Linked DNA regions of Danio rerio: regions 1 and 2 are each linked to region 3. A link is a contact called in public HiChIP or PLAC-seq data. All regions are on one chromosome and are shown on one strand. The core of a region is the stretch at or near the end of the contact, and the rest is flanking DNA. Distances in the headings are between cores, read along the strand shown. Region 1 holds the start of tor4aa (torsin family 4, member Aa). Region 2 holds the start of erap1a (endoplasmic reticulum aminopeptidase 1a). Region 3 holds the start of ube2l3a (ubiquitin-conjugating enzyme E2L 3a).

Evidence for each region. HiChIP or PLAC-seq counts read pairs in DNA pulled down with a chosen protein or histone mark.
Region 1: an H3K4me3 HiChIP or PLAC-seq map of gastrula embryo shows a contact between it and region 3, with 2.7 times the contacts expected there. The contact joins the promoter of tor4aa here to the promoter of ube2l3a in region 3. A contact is called at or near these places in 1 of 18 Hi-C or Micro-C datasets (an unstated tissue) and 2 of 4 datasets of contacts at active chromatin or transcription factors (embryo and gastrula embryo).
Region 2: a contact with region 3 is called in an H3K4me3 HiChIP or PLAC-seq map of embryo, with 3 times the contacts expected there. The contact joins the promoter of erap1a here to the promoter of ube2l3a in region 3. A contact is called at or near these places in 1 of 18 Hi-C or Micro-C datasets (hematopoietic stem cells) and 1 of 4 datasets of contacts at active chromatin or transcription factors (embryo).

What each region holds. Positions count from the first base shown.
Region 1 is chr10:3,807,170-3,810,355 of GRCz12tu, reverse strand. tor4aa (torsin family 4, member Aa) reads left to right here and starts at 1,606. Exons shown (of 2, transcript NM_001017561.3): 1 at 1,606-1,692.
Region 2 is chr10:3,369,305-3,372,524 of GRCz12tu, reverse strand. It overlaps erap1a (endoplasmic reticulum aminopeptidase 1a), which reads right to left and starts at 1,308. Exons shown (of 18, transcript XR_012386076.1): 1 at 381-1,308. It overlaps ccar2 (cell cycle and apoptosis regulator 2), which reads right to left. Exons shown (of 19, transcript XM_687505.8): 18 at 3,001-3,173; 19 at 1,473-2,497. The coding sequence ends at 2,450. All of the region lies in intron 2 of LOC141376286 (a long non-coding RNA gene), which reads left to right.
Region 3 is chr10:3,611,964-3,614,936 of GRCz12tu, reverse strand. It overlaps ube2l3a (ubiquitin-conjugating enzyme E2L 3a), which reads left to right and starts at 1,432. Exons shown (of 4, transcript NM_001002072.2): 1 at 1,432-1,499; 2 at 2,294-2,389. The coding sequence starts at 1,473.

The DNA.
Region 1 (3,186 bases), core at 357-2,856, 200 kb before region 3:
TTACTATGTAAAAAAATAACTTAGTCACTCGATAAGTAATTTAATTACTTTACTCAATACTAAAAATCCACATAAATCTCAAAGAATGAACAATAGAAATGTTCTTTACATCTTTACATTATAGTTTTTTTGTTTAAAAAAATCTTAAGGTTTAATCAATATATGTGTATCAAAACACAAAAAGTTTCAAATTAATTTATTATTATCGACAGGCTAATTACAATTTCTTTAGTTAACAAATTAAGTCATTATGCAAAACATCTGATGAAAAGAATATATATATAGAAATTTACCGTAAAATAACGGCCATTAAATGTCAGACATTTACCGTAAAATAACGGCAATTTAATTACAGACATTTACCATAAAAAACAGCCATTAAATTACAGACATTTACCGTGAAATAATGGCCATTTAATTACAGACATTTACCGTAAAATAATGGCCATTAAATTACAGAAATTTACCGTAAAATAACGGCCATTAAATTGCAGACATTTACCATAAAATAACAGCCATTAAATTACAGACATTTACCGTAAAATAATGGGCATTAAATTACATTTACCATAAAATAATGGGCATTAAATTACAGAAATTTTATATAAAATAACGGCCGTTGAATTACAGACATTTACTGTAAAATAACATTCTTTAAATTACAGACATTTACCGTAAAATAACGGCCATTAAATTACAGACATTTACTGTTAAATAACGCTCATTAAATGTCTAAAATTGATCATAAAATAACAACCATTAAATTACAGAAATTTACAGTAAAATAACGGGCATTAAATTACAGAAACTTACTGTAAAAGTGGCCATTAAATAACAGCAATTTTTTTTCAATCTCTGTTATTTTACAGTATATTTCTGTAATTTAACCGTCATTATTTTACAGTTGTTTCTGGCATCCAAGCTGCTAGAAATAAACTAAAATTAGTTTTTTTAAGTGTAGTTAACTACACCCAACACTGCACACAGAACAAATCTACACATATTGAACATTTCGTTACAGTCATTCCTTTGCCACCAGCAATATTGCAAGATCTGTTCACCATGGTTTGCTTTTCTTCTCCAAATCGACTGACGTAATGCAATACAATAAACTCCAAACAAAACAGTGACTTCCATAATAGGACAAACAAATGCAAGTCAATGGTTACAGGTGTTGCACATTCTTCAAAATATCTTCTTTTGTGTTCAAATTCATTAAGGGAAATATAAATAACTTTAATTAAACAACCTAAAAATAAACAACAACCTTAAAAATAAACCCTTAGATGACTTTTTAGTGAATAATTTAATTACAGCAGCTAGTAACTTTGTAACTACACCCAACACTGCACACAGTACAAATCTACACATATTGAACATGTCATTCCTTTGCCACCAGCAATACTGCAAGATCTATTCAACATGATTTACTTTCCATCCCTGAATCGACTGACGTAACCCAATACACAATGAAGTGCAACAAACTATTTTTAAATGCACAAAGGTGCTTCAGAAGGCCTGAGCGCTGGAGGCGTGGCCTACAAAAGTGGGCGGAGTCATGGTATCATGTTAATGTTTGGCGGTGAGGAAGTCGCTTCCTCCGCTGCTCTCTCTCCTCATCAGTCAGCCATCTAGAGGGATCCAATGCTTCAAAACCACACGCCAGCTCTAATTCAAGGCTGTTTACTAAAGGTAAGCCAACTTCAATTGCATTAAACATTCTCTTAAGTTTTACATTCGTCTTCCTGTGCAGTTTTTTGCTCTTGCATCCGATAGATAGAGTTAGATAACCGCTGCAAGCTTAAGCAACTGTTACTTAACTTCCCTTCTTCATATGCGCTGCTGGGAGACTTGAAAAGTTGCAGTCTAGTCTTGATTTAGGAGCCTGCGAGGCACTTTTATTACCCTTGTTTTCCAAAAGGGGTGTGCGAACGGGATTTCCAGGAAGGAAACCATATCTTCTGTGTGGCAGTGGGGATTGTGAAGGAAAAGCAGAATGTGTGGAATGTTGAACTTTGCAGAAGCAAACGGTGTTTGAGTTATACCTTTAGAGGAGAGTTTCAATGTAGTTTTCTCATTTGAAGCAAATAGGCTTGACTTTTTTGGAGTAAAATTTAAACTATAAGTTAAACGAGACCTTTCAGTTTTTATTGAAGTAGTTGTACGCTCGTTCGTTCATTTTAACGGTCGCAATATTGTTTAACGTACCACGCTAATTTGAACATACGCTCTGAAGTCGTATTGAAAATGACAATATTAGATCATTATTAGCAAATAACACTTTTTATGAAACGATATTATTGAGGAGAAAGTCTGAAATTGCGAAAATAAAACCAAATTTTGATTGGTCAGATTTTATTAAAGTAAAGTTGGTTTTATATTCGCACGGTCGTTCATTTTAACGGTCGCAATATTGTTTAATGGACCACGCTAATTTGAATATTCACTCTTAAATTGCATTTAAATGTGACAAAATAAGAAACAATCAGTTTTTATTTATGTAAATTTTATTTTTGCTATTTCGTTCATTTTAACGGTCGCTTATTGTTAAACGTACCACGCTAACTTGAATATTCGCTTTGAAATCATATTTAAGTATGACAATATTTAATCTATTTAATTGACTGTTTACATTATTGAATTATAATGCAATAATTATTTAATAATTAATATTTAATTAATATTTAATAATTAATTTGTGACAAAATTAGCAACAATCAGTTTTTATTGAGATAAAGTTGATTTTATTTTTTCTCAATCGTTCATTTTAACGGTCAAAATAGTTTTTTGTACTACGCTAATTTGAATATTTGCACTGAAATCGGATTAAAATATGACAACATTAGCAAAAATCAGTTTTTATTGAGGTAAAGTTGGTTTTATATTAGCTCGTTCGTTCATTTTAACGGTTGCAATATTGTTTAAAGTACCACGCTAATTGAATATTTGCTTTCAAATCATATTTAAGTATGACAATATTAGATCTATTTAATTGACTGTTTACATTATTGAATTATAATGCAATAGTTATTAGCAAATAACACTTTTATGAAATTATATTATAGAGGAGAAAGTCTGAACATGCGAAAATAAAACCAAATTTACCTTAGTCAGTTTTTATTGAAGTTGGTTTTATATTCGCATGATCGTTCATTTTAACGGTCGCAATATTGTTTAATGTGCAAT
Region 2 (3,220 bases), core at 59-2,558, 240 kb after region 3:
GACACTGAAGACTGATGGTGATCAGCGTTGAATGACAGGAATTAATTAAATTTGATACTACATTAAATAACAAAACAGTTATTTAAAATTGTAATAATATTTCACAATTATCTACTGTACTTTTCATCAAATAAATGAAGTATGGGTGCGTAGAATTGGCTTCTTTTACAACAATGGTCTCAAACTCAATTTCTGGAGGGCCGCACCTCTGCATAGTTTAGCTTCAACCACCTCCAACTCAGGGTTGGAGCCAAACTGTGCAATTGCAGCCCTTCAGGAATCCAGTTTGAGACTTAGGCCTGTGTTTTAAAACATCTTACTGTTTGCAATCTTTTGACTGCTTGTGTATGTATTCTGAACCAACAATGTATGTGTCTTACCTAACCTCCCCACTATTTGTAGTGTACTGGCCTTTATAAAAGCCATGGAAGCTGTCAGATAAGTTGGCGTAGAACTCCAAATGCACCACATGGCTCCCTTTCTCGAAAGTGAAGCCTTCAGAGAAGAGTGCAATCTGTTCATTGGCTTCAAACTCACTGATCTGAAGATCCTGATGATGATGATGTTGTCTGGAGCCCAAAAGAAGAGCTTTGGAGACCTGTAGGTTCTTGCTGTGGAGGATGATTGCCCTCGTGTCCTGTTTTACCTCTATTTGGATCTGAACCTCTCCAGTAAACGTCAGAGAGGTCAAGTTGGGGTGAATGAGGAGGTCATAATGCTGGGGTTTGACAATTTCTGGCAACCTCATCTTATCCCAGGGGAAAGGCAGCACGGTTTTGTTCTTGTTGACGGTCATGGCATGGTTGCCAGCAAAAAGAGCACAGAACAAAGCTACTAATGTAAAATGAAAATACTTTGCTAAGAATAGCATGGCGGAAAATATGAGTTTAACGTCAGCTTTCAGAGCGTTTGATTAGGATTATGTGCTCTTGTCACTTGTTTGACACACATGAGATAGTATGCGATGTTTAGACGTCACAAAGCGACAAATATGCTCACGAATTATACGACATTAATTACAATAGGCGAAAAAAAGTTTCGAACGAACCTGCAAGATATCCGATTGGTAACGTAAATGAAAGTGAAACTACGCAGTTGTCCTCCAAATCAATCGCATTTCCTGGTTTGTCAGACGTCTCATTTTGCCCTCATATTATAGTATTATATGCTATAACTGCATGTACACACGATATAGCTTTATATATGTCGAATAACGCTATCTTTGTTAAAATAAACAGCGTTTCAAACGCTGAGGCGAACACTGTTTATCATGAATATTAATTACGTAACGTGCCGTAAGCGAATCACAGCGCGAATATCCGGCTGTTGAATATTAATAAGCTTACGTTTCCTATGAAACGTAATCAAAAGTTTGTTAATATTAATGAGCTACGCTTTAAAGCTGGGAAAAACAGCGACATCTGTCGCTGCGGGTCAAAAAACATTTATTACAAAATAGATACGTTTCAAAATCGATTATTTACATTTTATTGGACGTCTTAGTAACAAAACGAAACGTGATTTTTATTGTGGTTTTAAAATTAGACAAAATCAAAAGAAATGAAAGGTACTACATGGGGTTTTCCTCCAACTTACTTTAGTTCAGATCCTGGAAGACAAATAAACATGCTTTTGTTCAGACTATTAGAAAGTATAAATGGTCCCTGAGAAAAAGACAAAATAGTTTTGCTAATTGTATCTAATACAATTATATTCACTGATTGTAAACCTTAATTTCTTAAACACTTTATTTTAAATAATAATTCATTGTCAAAATAGTCTGAAGTGTTTGGGTGGACTCATAATTATTTAATTGCAAGGGAAAATTCTGGCAGTATTTCCAATAAGTGACCTTTCACTAGATCTTAACCATCAGAAATCTAGTTATGTATGTGAATGCTTTATAACAGTAATGCTTCAATGCTCAGTAACAAAAAAAAAAAAAAGATAAATACAAATCAATAAAATCCAATTCATCAAAATGATTTTAAAAGAGATCTGACATTAGCCCACCATTGTAAACTCACATGTAAAAAGAAAAGAAAACAATAAAACCAATTTTAAAAAATACAATAAATACAAGAACATACAATAAAACCATTGTACAGCACTACAAACAGTCATATCCGTTTATGAGTTGACAGTTTCATACAAGGATTACACTTTCATAGCTGCCAGAAATCATAACAAAATAAAATTGAATAAAGGTTTTACATTCTAAAGTGAGTCAACGTTCATTTTAATGGATAAAAACCTTTACAAAGGCCCACCGACACAATTCTTCCCATTATCTATGTGCTTAAAAGCACGTACTGTTTTACACCCCAAAATTATAACAATAATAATAAATTACCTGTTTATTTTAATAGACAAAGCTAAAGAATCTTTTATTTTGCAGGTTTCTTTCTACTCTGCTCAGTCCAGCACCGTCCAATCAGCTTCCAGGACATCACAGCTTCTCTTCCTTTCCTGCATTAGCATTTGTGATGGTCGTTGTCTAAACAGCAAAAACACAGTACATCAACACAAACCTCTCAAAAAAGAGATCTAAAAGTGCATACAGTCATGTCATGTGAAGAAGTTAGGACATATAACATCTTTTTTGTCTTGTTTTTGGCATGAAGAAATCCTAAACTATTTTTTAAATAGGCTAAATCTACAACTCTCAAGAGTTAAATAGTTACGTTTTAGCATTTTTCAATGCATTCAGCCAATCTCCAGGCCTGACTAGAGCACTTTTAGCTTAGCTTAGCATAGATCATTGAATCGGATTAGACCATTAGCATTTCTCAGAAATAAAGATGTTCATCCAAGATTATATTTTCCCATTTTTCTTACTTTGTTTGAAAATAGAGTCATTGTACAACTCCTAAAGTATTAAATGGTTGAGTTTTACCTTTTTTTAATATATTCGCCTGATCTCCAGGTCTGGTGGGAGCCCTTTTAGCTTAGCTTAGCATAGATCATTGAGTCAGATTAGACTATTAGCATCCCGCTCACCTGTTCGACCATCCTCTGCATTTTCTCGATGACAGCGGTCATCTGTCCGGCGTTTTCTTTCAAACTCTTCTCGTATGTTTTATTGATCATCTCGGCTTTCTCCAGTTTCCTCTTCAGCTCTTTCTGCTGGGCCAGCTCCTGTTCACTGGAGGCCTGTAGTGCTTCTGCTGCATCTGAATCACAGTAACACACACCCATTCAAATGCATGCAGATAATGAT
Region 3 (2,973 bases), core at 183-2,682:
TAGGCTGGTTTCCAGCCATTTCCAGCCTGGTCTTAACTGGTCAGGCTGGAAAATGACCAGCCAAATCCAGCTAAAACCAGCTTGACCAGCCTGGTTTAAGCTGGATATAGCTGGTTTTGGCTGGACTCCCAGCTTGGCTAGGCTGAAAATGGCCAAAACCCCTCTAAAACCAGCCTGGTCAACCAGCTAAAACCAGCCAACCAGCTTAGGCTGGTTTAAGTTGGATTTTTCAGCAGGGTGTTTATAGATTATATAGAACTTTTATATCCTTGCTAAAATAATAATAAAAAAGCATCTTGAAAACTGATACCTGTAGACCTGTCGTTTCAAAGAAATCTATTGATTGGATTTTACTTCTTGTATTTCATACATTGAACCATGAATGTTGGGCATGTTGTAAGCTTTTGTGAATACATCTGGTGGTTTTCAAGCCCCTGGTGAAAGACCAACCAGAACAACAGGTTTGTGAAGCAACATACGTAACGTTGTAACGTTGTGTGTTAACTAGTGGTGTTAACAGGTTCATATCCTCTAAAATAGAAGAAGTGAAAAAATGGGTCTAGTAAGTGAATGTATAGAAAGGGAAGTATGGACGTATAGAAAAGGAAACAGAACCAAGCATATGCTGACAGAAAGATTAAAAAAATCAGCTTTACTTTTTAATTCTTTCTTCAGTATATCTGTTTTTTCATCACATTGCTATAATAAACCAGACTCCTAAAATGTCAGGCTTGAAGTTATAATGACGTAGCCCAATGTTTCACATGTAAATGTTCATCTTTTGGTAAGTGTACAGCACTATTGAAGTGCTCTTACACCCCCTGGTGGACTTGTTTTAGTTTACTTACTTGAAGTAAATTGCAGGCCATACAGTTTTAAATCGTAGTAAATTGTATGCTAATAAGTTACTTAGAGAAATATAGCTAATATTTCCCTAAATAACATACACAGATTAAAAATTTAAAACGTCGTCATGTGTATTTCTAGTTGTCCATTCGGTCAGTTATTTGGTATTTTGTATATATAAGTTACTATTATAAGACACTATATAATATATTGTATTGTTGTACTGTTTTGCTAACTCGCCTAGGACGTACTTAGCATGTGCATGTCAGCCAAGACCCTATAACTTATAAAACGAAGTGTAACAGCTAAGGAAAAACAACAGATATCGCTTTTTAAAAATCACAATATTAACGTTTAACCCATTTCAATTGAGCTTTTAAAGCATCTAAATATGAATATGTTAAAACTATGCACAACGCGGAATTTATTGAAATCACGTTTATATTATTTGGGTTGTTTTTGTAAAGGTTATAATTGTTTGTTAATTAGTGGATTTATTTAGGAATTATTAACGACACAGTTTCTCATTTGATGGTCAAAAGATCATTTACTAGTTTGATTAGTTTATTTGAATGACTGAAGTGAATCGAGCGCGCTTTGCATTGTGGGTACAAAGCAGATCCAAGATGGCGGCGAGCAGGCGACTGCATAAGGTAAATATTCTGAAAAATCAGCTTTAATGTGTGCTAAATACAGAATTTACACGTTTAATCAACGTAAACTGACTCATCGAGAAGTTAAATCGCTGTTAATTCGAAACATGAAACTTTAGAGCACTCTGGGGAGAATTGTAACGTGGATGATAAGGAAGAAGCTAACGAGCTTAGCTGTAGTTCGAATAAACCTTTAAAATGGTAATAAACGATCAGAAAAAGCGCGAATAAAACAAACTCTGTTCTAAACGAGTATGATTTAGGGTGTGGGTTAAAATAAACTTTTGTATGCCTATTAAAGATTGGTTTCGTTGACAGGTGATGCTAGTTTGATAAGACAGACAGAAACTAGCTTATCAGTAAGTTTATCAACTAAGAACAAAGCAAACATAATGTCTAAATTAAAATGTAATTAATAGTTAATTATGACTGACAAAGTTTTATGGGCGATCCTAATGTGTAATCTGATTATTTGATACAATCAGAAAGAGAAACAGGAAGTGTGAATGCTGCCTTGTTTTAAATTGTTTAACGTTATATTGTACTGAAATAGTTTGACATTAGTTAACTTTAAGACCGTTCTTAATTCAGATTTAAATAACTATGGGCATATTTAAAACTTTTGGGTTTTTTTTGGACTCGTAAAGTGAAGAAATAACAGTAGTCAGTGTTTTGCCTGAACATGATCACGGTAAAACCGAAAGCATTTTGTTCTCACTTTGTGGTTCCTCAAATCTCTCAACAATTCAAGAGATGTCAGATGTCTTGGTTGCCTCATACTCTGTGTTTTATAGGAACTTGATGAGATCCGCAAGTCTGGAATGAAAAATTTCCGCAACATTCAGGTGGATGAGTCAAATATTCTGACCTGGCAAGGACTAATCGTCCCTGTGAGTGTGATAATTCTGTAAGAAATTGTCTCAAAGGTATAGTTCACCCCGAGATGAACGTTTACTCACTGTTTACTCGCCCCTTAATTGGTTCCAAACATTTATGAGTTTCTTTTTTCTGTTGAATGCAAAATAAGTTATTTTAAAAAATGTTACAGACCTGTTACCATTTTAGTAGGAAACACAAATTCTATGGAAGTCAATGGTTACAGCAGGGGTCACCAATCTCGGTCCTGGAGGGCCGGTGTCCCTGCAGGGTTTAGCTCCAACTTGCCTCAACACACCTGCCTGGATGTTTCAAGTATACCTTGTAAGACCTTGATTAGCTTGTTCAGGTGTGTTTGATTAGAGTTGGAGCTAAAATCTGCAGGACACCGGCCCTCCAGGAACAAGTTTGGTGACCACTGTGTTACAGGGTCTTAAAAATATCTTCTTTCGTGTTCAACAGAATTCAGTCAGTCAATCAGGTTTGTGACAAGTGAAGGTTGAGTAAAAGATGACAGCTTTCTCGTTTGGCTGAACTATACCTTTTATTTATTGCATTTAAGTACTTCACCACTACTAAGCATTTAGTTGCCAATCAG